Regions from separate parts of the Gasterosteus aculeatus genome. Here region 1 is linked to region 2. A link is a contact called in public Hi-C data. All regions are on one chromosome and are shown on one strand. The core of a region is the stretch at or near the end of the contact, and the rest is flanking DNA. Distances in the headings are between cores, read along the strand shown.

Region 1 (5,747 bases), core at 3,076-5,575, 67 kb after region 2:
TGATGTGCTGCAGTTGGTAGTTGCCCTCATGTCTGAACATCCAGCATCGATGATTCCTGCTTTTGACCAGAGGAATGGAATACGGTAATCCCCTCTGGGAACGGCACAGAGGAAGATGTGATTCCATAAAATACAACTAAGACACTACACACTTGGACTGTTACCTGGTGCCGACATGAAGCATGAATAATACACAAGTTCATTGAGGAAAGAAAAAAAACCTATGCATGGAGAAGTAACAACATTAACATATTGATTTCACAATATGACACGGATGATCCAAGCAGCCGCATGTGATCCCATCAAATATAGATGCACACACTGTAGCACTACTTGTGAGTTCTGAGGGATTCATTGTGGATGGGCTGCTCCTTTCATTTCCTACATTAATTTAATGTTAATGTAAATTCCCTCTGAAGGAAAGTGGTTGTCAGCTAAGCAGTGGAGGGCCTTTTCATCAACTGGTCTATATTTTATTCTGTCAAGACTGTGTGCTGTTGCCAGCGTTCGCTGCTTGTGTCTATTCCAGGGTAATCTACAAGCTCATGGCCTCTAAGAGTGAAAGCATTCGAGTACAATCCCTCAAAGTTCTTGGATACTTCCTCAAGCATTTGGGCCATAAGTAAGTAACCTTTTTCAAAAGTTGTGTAGTCAATTGCAATTACACACTTTATAATTAATCGTCCAAATGTTAACAATTTTTTTTAGGAATAGGTGTCAAGTATTAATCATGTTTTTAAGAATAGCTGTCAGTGACATGTTATCTACTCTTATGATGTGTAAAAAAATGAAGATAGAATATTAACTTCATCACTAGTTTTGAAGATTTTGATGTGCATCTTTGTCAAACAAACCCTGGAACCATCACTTCACATAAGAGAATGTTGGAAGAGGTCTAAGTCGGTGTCCCAGAGAGAGAAATATATAAAATCCATGGATGTGTAAGCATAACTTGTGTTTGCTGCACGTTGGGGGAGGGGAGACGGTGTCCACGGATGGAAAGCTTGTGATTAGAAATGTGGGCTGCAGGGATGGACGGAGAAGACGTGTGCGCACAATGGTAGGACACCAGGTGTTCCTGATGCCTGCTGATGGAAAGAGGGCAGACATTGGCCCGTACAACCTCCCCCTCCCCTCCCACACACACACACACACACACACACACGCATTGGTGAGAAGGCCTATATCCTCCTCAAGGGGCATTGCTTCATGAAAGTCTGCCTTCATTTCTCACTTTAATAGCTTTTATACAGTTGAAGCCATCACACTCACTTTGAGCTCTAGTGAAACAAGAAATAAACATTTTTTGTGTTTTTTTTAAATTTAATTTGTCATTGATGTTTGATAATGTTTTTGTCTGTGGTTGGATGAATCAGACGTGGGCCGGGTATGATTTGTAGATTTATAAGGGTTTATTCTTTTTTTGGGACCATGCTTGAAAAAACAGAATAAGCACAATGGAAATATTACATAATAATCATCAACTTAAAGATAAAACATAATAAATAATACAACCAGACACATCCTCCCATTGTACCCGTTTCATTGAGCAGAATTGTAAGTTCCACCTCAACTTGCTTTGCATTGTGCCCTTTTCTCCCCAATTTCCATATTTATACAGTTGAGAGAAAATGGAACATGTCTCCTAAGAGGCCAATTTACCAGCCTCTGCAATAAAAAATAGAAACCATTGGCAACGAATCAGGAAAGTCCCAACTTGGCTTGAGGCCGTGGCAGCAGCTTCAGCATTGTGACAGCCGCCCCTATGCTGTTTGCAGGGGTAGTTTGTTGCTGTTTAACCCATTAACCTGTGATATGCATCTGTTGCATCATAGAGCCCTGCTTAGTGACAGGCCAACTTCGTTACCCTACAAACCTCCAACGGAATTTCCACAATCTTTGACAGAAGGCAATTTCTGACACTTGTCTCAGGAGCCGAGCTCCCCGTGGGTGAGAACAGGGAAGCAAGCTGTCGGCACTAGTTGATCCTTTCAGTGGCTTAGGGAGCTCTAAACCAGTCACTTTGCCATTATGTGCGTGTTTTGTATTGTTTGTGTTTGTTTATCCCCAGGAGAAAGGTGGAGATCATGCACACACACAGCCTCTTTACTCTCCTGGGAGAGAGGCTCATGGTGCACACGAACACTGTGACTGTTACGACCTACAACACTCTGTACGAGGTGACGCAACCTTTTTGTACTCTCAAATGTCCCAACGTTACTGCACGATTGTTCTCTGTGCTGAATGTCTTCTCACCACTCCCTGCACCAGATTCTGACGGAGCAGGTGTGCACACAGGTAGTTCACAAACCGCATCCCGAGCCCGACTCCACTGTCAAGATTCAAAACCCAAGTATGTCTCTTATGTGACACTTTGAGTTTTATTCTTTCTAAAGTACTTGGGAGAAGAAGCAAAAAAGTATATATATATTGTATTATATACAATACTATACTCATACTATATGTTTGCTTGCATGTGATTCCTAGTGATTCTCAAGGTGATTGCCAGCTTGTTGAAGAACTCCGCCCCCAGCAACGAGCTGATGGAAGTTCGGCGGCTCTTCCTTTCAGATATGATCAAACTGTTCGGAAACAGCCGCGAGAACAGACGGTGAGCAGGACTTATACCACGTAACCTTTTTTACTGACGCACTCCATCATCTTGCTGATTACTGTATCAAAGAGAAGAATGGCACCCCGTTCCCCCTATTTGTGCCATGTTTAGGAGGATAGAGTAGCTACAGGGACGTTGGTGCTAAATCATCCTTAGACGTACACATGTCCTCCAGCAGATGTTTCCGTGACAGTTTTTGACAGCTGCTCATTGCTGCTTATTCAATTTTTCACTACCTGCACACACGCTCACACTCGCTTGAAAACATATTGCAATTCATTTAAATCAACAGCATAATTAGCCAAAAACGAATAGGCAGAAAGAGCTTCTTGTAAAACCGTTAAATAAAAAAAGTCGTAATTGGTTTTCCCTTTCTTCCCCTCTTTTTTTGCAGTATGTATACTATATGTTGTTGCTCCAACTTAAACAAACAAATGAAAATATGAATGGCCAAACTTCAAAACAATCTCTTATTATGTTGATATCAAAAGGCCAAAAGCACCAGAAGGATGCTGAGCAAAAGCAGATAGAGTAGTAGGTCTAAATGCTGCGTGATACATCCACACTACATGTTTTTCTTTTTATAGATAATGCAAGTTTCTATAATCTGGTTTACATATATCTGAATGTGTGAGGATGTACATATTGCAGGTGTCTGCTTCAGTGCTCCGTGTGGCAGGACTGGATGTTTTCTCTTGGCTACATCAACCCTAAAAACTCTGAGGAGCAGAAGATCACTGAGATGGTGTATAACATCTTTCGTATTCTACTCTACCATGCCATCAAGTATGAGTGGGGAGGATGGCGCGTGTGGGTGGATACACTCTCTATAGCTCACTCTAAGGTGAGCCCTGTCCTGTATAACAACATGGAAACACTGACCTCTGCTGTTGACCTTTTAATTTAAGTTGCCTCATCTTAACTGTGCTTATTCTAAAAGGATCCAAACAGTCATTTCTATCCTAAATGTATATCATGTTCCTCTTTTTATAGGTGACATATGAAGCACATAAAGAGTACTTGGCTAAAATGTATGAAGAGTACCAGCGCCAGGAAGAGGAGAATATTAAGAAAGGAAAGCAGGGTTTGGTCAGCACTATCTCCGGTCTATCTGCTCAGACGTCTGGCCTCATTGGCCAAAGTGAAATCCGAGAGACGGACGAAAACTCGCAGACACCTGAGAGTAAAAAGGACTTCGAGAGTGCCGACTCACGCAATCTTTTGGCTGAAGGAAAGGGGCCCGAAGAAGCTCTCAGAGGAACGGTGGAGGCTGTCAGGGTCGAAGTTCAAGACCTCCTGGTGGACATCAAGGCTGAAAAGGTGGAAGCTACTGAGGTCAAGCTAGACGATCTAGACTTGTCCTCTGAAAATCTGGGAGTATCTAAGAATGGAGCCCTGGTGGAGGTGGATTCTCTGTTGAATAATGTTTATTGTGCTGCCGTGGAAAAGCTCAACAGTAATGTCAACAGTGTGCTTTTGTCAAAGTGCAGCATGGATGAGGAGAATGCACCCCCTCTAATTACTCTAGATGATTACAAGGACAGCATCCCCAACAGCAACCATTTCCTGTGTGGCAAGGCGGCCGGCAGCATGGAAGACAAGTCACTGTCTGATCTTGGTACAGCTGAGCCTCTGCTACTGCACAGGCCAGAGCCTCCAGTCCACACCAGTGCCAGTGATGAACTGGGCCTTCTTGCACGCATGACGGGCGGCTCCGAACTTGGCTCCTTGCACAGTATTTTGGAGCAGGATGAGTATGAACTACAGGCCGCCTTGGCGGGCATCAGCTCCGTGGCTGTTGCCAAATCTGAGTCCTCGTCCACGAGGCCAGAGGTCACAGAGGGTACCGCCTCAGCCGCATACAAAGGGCATCCCACATCTTTTGAGATCAGCAGCACAGCAGATGCAACAACCGGCGCTTCCGACACCGAGAGATTAGAGGACGGCAAAGACAAGGAGGTGAACAAGATCCAGACGACTGCCACCACGCAGGTTGGTCCGAAGCTGAATGACTGTTTACTTTGTGTACGTGAATTGACTTTCACATGAGCGAATGATACTAGAGGTTCACTGGCTTCACCAGGTTTAGAATAACAAGAACAGGGTTGTCAAAGGGGGATGTAACAGGGAGGATCAATGAGTACTGAAACAGGGAAACGCCAAAGTGAAGACTGAGTGGGGAGACCATTTGCCATTGTCAGGATGTGTTGGCCTGTCGTGAACAGTTCTGTGTTAACAGACCCAAAAGGAGACAGGATGGCCTGGGGGACATCAGCCAACATCCCCATGAGACTCGGGGAAAGTGGGCTGTTGGAATAGTCTTCTGAGCCAACCAATGGGCAGAAATAGACAAAGCATTATTCTGCAGACGTCGCCCGGGATTTGTTCCTGGTTCCGCTTCTCTCTCGTATGAGCTGTGCGCTTTCTCAGAGGCCAGGTGCTTTGCTTAGACTGGGTCACTGATAGAGGCTCGCTGGGAGTCATGCCTTATTTTTAAACTTGTCTAATTGCTCATGTCCCTTTTCTCACCGGTGTTTTTTTTTTTTTTGAGGCACCTTGCTGACTCATTAGACTTTGGAGTTGTATTAGGCCTGTTTTATCTTTCCTCACCCACAGGCAGGAAGATGTTATCTGAAGAAGCGCTTTAATCTTGCATGATTTAAAGGGAATAGCACCGCAGTAGCATTAAATCTCCTTAAGGGTACGATCTTTGACATAACAATTAGAATTAGAATTAGAAAATGTTGATGTTTACTCTATTTGACTGATTTATTGGTCTCCCATCAGAGTGTCCATGGCCACCTAACTACTCAAATGGAGAGGGACATGCAGCTGGACTTGGGCTTCGGGGGGACACCGATGACGGAGGAACAGCGGCGGCAGTTCAGTCCCGGCCCGCGCACCACCATGTTCCGCATCCCTGAGTTCAAATGGTCAGCCATGCACCAGAGACTGCTCACTGACCTGCTGTTTGCACTGGAGAGCGACGTCCTCGTCTGGAGGAGGTGAGGTTTTTATGTGTATCTACGTGGACAGAGAGATAGAATTTGTGAAAAATGCTTTTACCCATACTAGTGTTTGTTTTGCCCTCCCTCCCCTACAGCCACTCCACCAAATCTGTCATGGATTTTGT
Region 2 (5,594 bases), core at 2,310-4,809:
ATCTATAGAGCATGAGGATTGTCCTCCTGTTGGAGGGGTACGCGCCATAGTTCTGGAGTCCAACTACTTGCTGGAGCCCTGCGGCTCAGGAAAGTCCAGACTAACTCACATCTGCAGAGTGGACATGAAGTAAGTCCCACAAACTATGAAATAGAAGTACAACACTTCTATGTTTAGGTATTATTAGCATTTTTAACATCCTTGATGTGCGTGTAGGATATAGTATACTAAATGTACCGTTTTGCTTTCAGGGGAAGGACTCCGGACTGGTACAACAAAGCCTTTGGTCACCTTTGTGCTGCAGAAGCTGCCCGGATACGCAACTCCTTTCAGCCGCTAATCACAGACGGCCCAGAGACCAAAATCTGAAACTGTTTGCCAATTGTGTCTGCTCAGCCTTGACATCAAGATTGAGCCTTTGAGTCATTGCTAACAGGCAGACATGAAGCATAGACATGACCCCAGAACTAAAGCACAGTTTGAAACGTTTTCCTTTTTTTGTCCAGGGTAGAAATGCTCTGTATACTATTTTGAGCTCCTCTGTACTTGCACAATGACAAAAGAGGACATCTTATTGGTGCTGAGCATAAGTACTCACCGGGAAATTAATCATCCTGCCAATGTCCTTAGCCATAGTATTCTATTTACCATAATGTTGATAAACCTGTATGTTATAATTATTATCTTTAATAATATTTTATTACTGTTACTTTAATCTACAATGTCAAGGACATTCAAGGTTTTAAATGCTTCTGGGAAGCATGTTCATGTTATTCATTTTCAGATTTAAAGCTAAAATATTATGTAGGCTATTTATATATATATATATATATATATGTGTGTGTGTGTGTGTGTGTGTGTGTGTGTGTGAATATACTGTACATCCAAAAAAGATGTATATATATTGTATATATGTGAAGGGATAAATAGTACATATGTTGATATCCTATATATTGATTATTTCACAGTGTCCACCCTTCTGTGATACAAGTGGCATAAAAATTGTAAGCTGGTTTTACTTTGCTCCAGTATTTCCATCTTGGAATGGGTGTAATTTTATTCAACTTTGAGCTCCCATGGTTGTGAAAAGAATGACTTAAGGTTTGACTTGATCATACCTGCTTAAGGGTACTGCATTGTGCCGTGTTACGTACAGGAGATATACTTTTTTAATAAAATGATAAAAATGATCAAATATTAGTACGCACTGATCCTTCCTCTGCTTGCAACATCAAAAAGACAAAACAGGCCTTTTTTAGTAAACAATGGCAATCTGCTGACCTGTAAAGGAGTGGTGAGGACCCTCCTCCTCCCGTACACTGCTGTGGTTGTTTGTTGCAGGTGTTGTTTGGAGGGACATCAGCTGGACGAGCCATGCATGAATCTGGGGGGGGATCTTTTATACCACTGGCATGGCACGGGCTGCCATTCAGTTACTTGCAATCGACTGCCAAACACACTCATGCACACACACACACACACACACACTTCACAACTGACAACTTCCAGCTACCATTTGGATTGTTTGCATGTTGTATACTTTGCTTTATGGCGAAGCCAGCTCGCTCTTTCCCCGTTTAGTCACAGTCTCTGAGCTGAGCTGCAACGTCCTCAAAACCCTATTGTACCTGTTATTTATTAAACCGTGAACATGTTTAAATTCCACATGCTTCCACATTGATTTAGGACTACTAGGTTGCACAGGCAAACTCACACTGGTCTGGGCCCTCTGCTGGACATTTAAAGAAAGAATACATGACCGCAGTGCAAATGGACAACGGACTTACATGGACACTGTATTGGAGGTTGCACCTCATTTTTATTGCAGACATGTAGTGGTTAAAAAAGCTATTGCTGACTGTGATTAGTTTGGCCTGGCCTTTCCTTACAAATTGTATGGTAAGGTAAAATATTTGGATTAACACATACACCTGGTTGATTGCCTAATCTGTCCACTAGATGGCCCCTTCTGATCAGCAGAATATACCTCATTTTATAGAATTTAAGTCCACGTTTTTATTGAGTTTTTCTAGATGTTTTCGATAGGTTGTGCAGGTACATTTGTACCTCTCCACTGTAAAAATAACTAATGACTGTTTATGTTTTCAAACTATTACACATGCACTAATGGAGCTTCCAAAGTAATTCAGTTGAAAGATGCCGGCTGTTAAATATTTACCCATTCTTTTGAGTATTAAATGACTGTGAGTAGAAAACTGCTCAAATGCGGTATCTTTTAATCTTGCATAGGTGAAATTTCAGATTGTGGCATTTCAGACATAGTGAAACTATTCAAAGAGATAATTCAGAATACAGTTAGAAGTTGCTGTGAGAGGCCTTCCCCTCACATTGTTATTGATATTGAGTCTGGATCTACTCTTCTGATTCAGTTCCCTAACATGCTCTTAGTGTGTGAATGGCAAATACCAAATCATACCCCTCCATTGACTTCAAGACCTCTAAGTCACTTGCTGATCCAAAGACAGAACTCTGATTAATAGAGACAACGGAAGATAAGACCGCAGTGAGATAAGAATAACCAACATCACGAGATGATAATAGATGTATTTATAGAGCAGCAAAGCTACTTAATAGTGAGGCTGCGTGAGATCTCACCTGGCTGTCGGACGATAGGCAGGATTGTTTTCAAGCTGTCTGTGTCAGTCTTTTTTGTATAATTATGGAAACCTGAAGGCTTTTTTTGGTCATTGTTATTCGTTATTGCGTACTGTAAATATTTTCACCATAAGGCTTTAGGGACATTTTAATTAGCCTCGAGTGAGACACTGGAGAAGTCATGATGATTATTATCTCAAAAACATTCCAGACAAAAGGCAGTAAAAATGCCAGAACAAAATGTTTTGTCTTGTAAATCCCCTAAACTATGTTTGTAATTTCAATTCAATGTGATGTGCCAACAGGCAGACCCTGATAACTCATCGGAATCATTAGGAGAAATATTGACCTAGAGAATTAATCTCACAATACTATCCCCACAACCCATGTTCCTCATCGACAAAGTGGAACTCAAACTGCACTGAAAACTGGAACACATTGATGTGTAGAGAGGGAGACAATGTGGTATAAATATGATGGTAACAATAACAACGTTCTGAATGGCTCAGTGTCTGCAGAGAGGGATCCTTATTATATAAACCCCTTTAAGAGTAAAAGCAATAGCCAATACCATTAAAACGTCATATGTTATAATGTAAAACATATCAAGCGCAGCACCAACAGCTTTATGGCAATGATAGGCACAACTTGTAACTTAAATATCTACAGTTGTTGAAGCAAAGGCGCATGCGCATTTCAAGCCGAACTATGAACATTTATTATTTTCCCATCACCATTTCCCAATTAAACAGTATAATGTATTCCTGCAGGTATGAGCAACACGCAGGTAGAAGGTAAAGTGCTACGCAGGCAACTTCCGGCTGTCATTTTTTGGGGGGGGGGGGCGTTTCCTCCTCACACCTGCGCGGTTCACCTTTCCATTAGAAGCGAGCCGCCGTCCGGCTGCGTCGCCGCAGCGAGCGCACGCGCGGTGAGCGGCACCGCAGGCAGGGGGCGGCAACGCGGCGGCGCCGGCGGCACGGACGCGGGAAGACACGCATTAAAGACAGCTGTCCCGCACGCACGGCTTGTCAGTCTACTTCGCTGGCGCCGACAACACACCGGACTCCCTCCCGGGAACTCCCTCTGTCTCTCGTCCTCTCTCCATTTCTTGTTTGGGTTTTGTTTTCGCGAGTATTCTCACCTCACCTTTTTTTTTGTTGTTGTTGATGCTCCAAAGCAGTGGATGGAAACATTGCGAGGATAAAAACGCGTTTTAATTAAGAGTCCGAAGCCGCCCGGTTCTGGCGGAAAGGACAAGCGGGAGACTGGTGACGATGCCGGGCTCGATGTCTCTCTCGGACCGACGACCCGCTGCCGGTCAGAGGCAACTTGCGGCCGCAGGCGCTTCTGCCGCCGGTGAGCCACCGGTGATGATGATGATGATGGCCGGCTCGGGTTCAATGGTCTTCCCGGCTGGGACCATCGACCCGTCGGTGCCGATCCGGAATATTAAAATGAAATTCGCCGTTGTCGTCGGACTGATCGAGGTTGGAGAGGTTAACAACCGGGACATCGTTGAAACGGTGCTGAATCTGGTAAGTAAACGCGTGTCCTCTTTACCATTCCGGGACTGGATCTTAATGCTGTAATCCTCATCCAGGGGCAACAGTAATGGACATAATTGACACATCGTACAATGTATCTTTTGTTTTAGAATGTGCAAATGATTATTAATTGTTCGCACTACTGATATGCGTGAACATTTTAGTAGACGGCCATAAATCTGTGCACACAGAAAATATTGTCTGAGTGAAGAGGAGAAACCAGTGGGGAAGTTGTTTTTTTTAAAGTTGAACAAAGTTCCCAGCTCCTTTATAGATGCTTCTAAATGAGACACACAGGGGTGGATGATGTCAGTAAGTGGGAACGTGCACCTGCTTGGAATTTCATGCCATGGTTTTCAGCTGTTTTCGGGGTGTAGTCTGGTACCCCTGAAATACAAGCATCCATCATGAGAGGGCTGAATCGTTTACCAGTGTTTGATGATAATTTGGCCAATTCTAACCATTCAACTCTGCAGCGTGTCGTATACAACAAGTACTCTTGCTGGACCTTTTCTTCCCCCAACTAAAGTCATCACACTCTTCCCTGATTCATATTGACTCCGTATGTGTATGCTGTCCAAAGATATGCTCTCCCTCCACTTTTCAAACCAGCATGCACGAGTGTTTGAACGGATGGTATCACAGCGTCGGCAGCAGGATAATATGCAGAGATTGTAGAGCCAGCTCGCACCTTTTGCCTTGACAATCTGCAGGGATGCCACACTAAAGAGCCTGTGCGTAATGGCTGGCCTCCTCTTGTTGGAACACCAGAGATTGATTACAACCTGTTCTGGCACAGAAATCCACTCTGTGGAGCAAGACAAATTGTAGCCTTTGGCATGTTCGAACACGAGAGTTGTACAGTAGCTGGCGTCACTGACACCTCGCTCCCACTTCCAGCAGTGTGCTATAGTCATGGGAAATGTGCACAAGGAAGACCCCCCCCCCCCCACCCCCCCGTTTCCTACCGTGCATGTTCCTACCATGTGCATCATCTTGTTTATTAAATATAATTTTTCATTATTCTGGTTGTCTCTTAGATTTAGATTATTTCTTTTTTGCAGCAGAGTGCACTTTATCCAAACATACCTGTCGGATGTTCACACCAGGGTCGTCTCTCTTGAAAAATAGTGTTTGTATTTAGTTTTTTTTAAACTTGTTATTTAGCTACAGTTCTTGTAGTTCTTGGGACAACTTGCCTGAAATTTTCAAGATTGGACATCAGCCACGTCCTTTTGATTTATGAAATGGTCCCTGCCCTTCAGAAAGGTGAATCACAATTGAATCCGACACAAAACCCCTCCAGATAAAACCACAGCTCTGTGCGTCACTCTCTGCCAGGTTTTTTTTTTTTTTTTTGTCAAATCAAAATGACATTGAATAATGAACTCACTGCATCGTTCCTGTTCAGGGTCTTCCAAACACATTAGG

The links. Hi-C and Micro-C count contacts between places; a contact is called where the count stands out from the background.
Region 1: a contact with region 2 is called in a Hi-C map of whole body, with 2.6 times the contacts expected there. The contact joins the enhancer-like site here to the promoter of nbeab in region 2. A contact is called at or near these places in 5 of 6 Hi-C or Micro-C datasets (liver, skeletal muscle, tail fin and 1 more).

Annotation. Positions count from the first base shown.
Region 1 is chr1:14,466,591-14,472,337 of fGasAcu3.hap1.1, forward strand. It overlaps nbeab (neurobeachin b), which reads left to right. Exons shown (of 57, transcript XM_078098576.1): 16 at 1-84; 17 at 530-622; 18 at 2,072-2,180; 19 at 2,272-2,353; 20 at 2,488-2,611; 21 at 3,266-3,458; 22 at 3,608-4,606; 23 at 5,402-5,619; 24 at 5,718-5,747. Among protein-coding and RNA genes, the nearest start is that of LOC120820258, 5.8 kb to the left of the region's middle. Within about 2 kb of position 4,326, at least 1 of the 9 cell types and tissues checked has open chromatin away from gene starts, as enhancers often do.
Region 2 is chr1:14,400,543-14,406,136 of fGasAcu3.hap1.1, forward strand. It overlaps nbeab (neurobeachin b), which reads left to right and starts at 3,560. Exons shown (of 57, transcript XM_078098576.1): 1 at 3,560-4,154. The coding sequence starts at 3,894. stard13b (StAR related lipid transfer domain containing 13b) reads left to right here. Exons shown (of 18, transcript XM_040173495.2): 17 at 1-129; 18 at 252-1,190. The coding sequence ends at 369.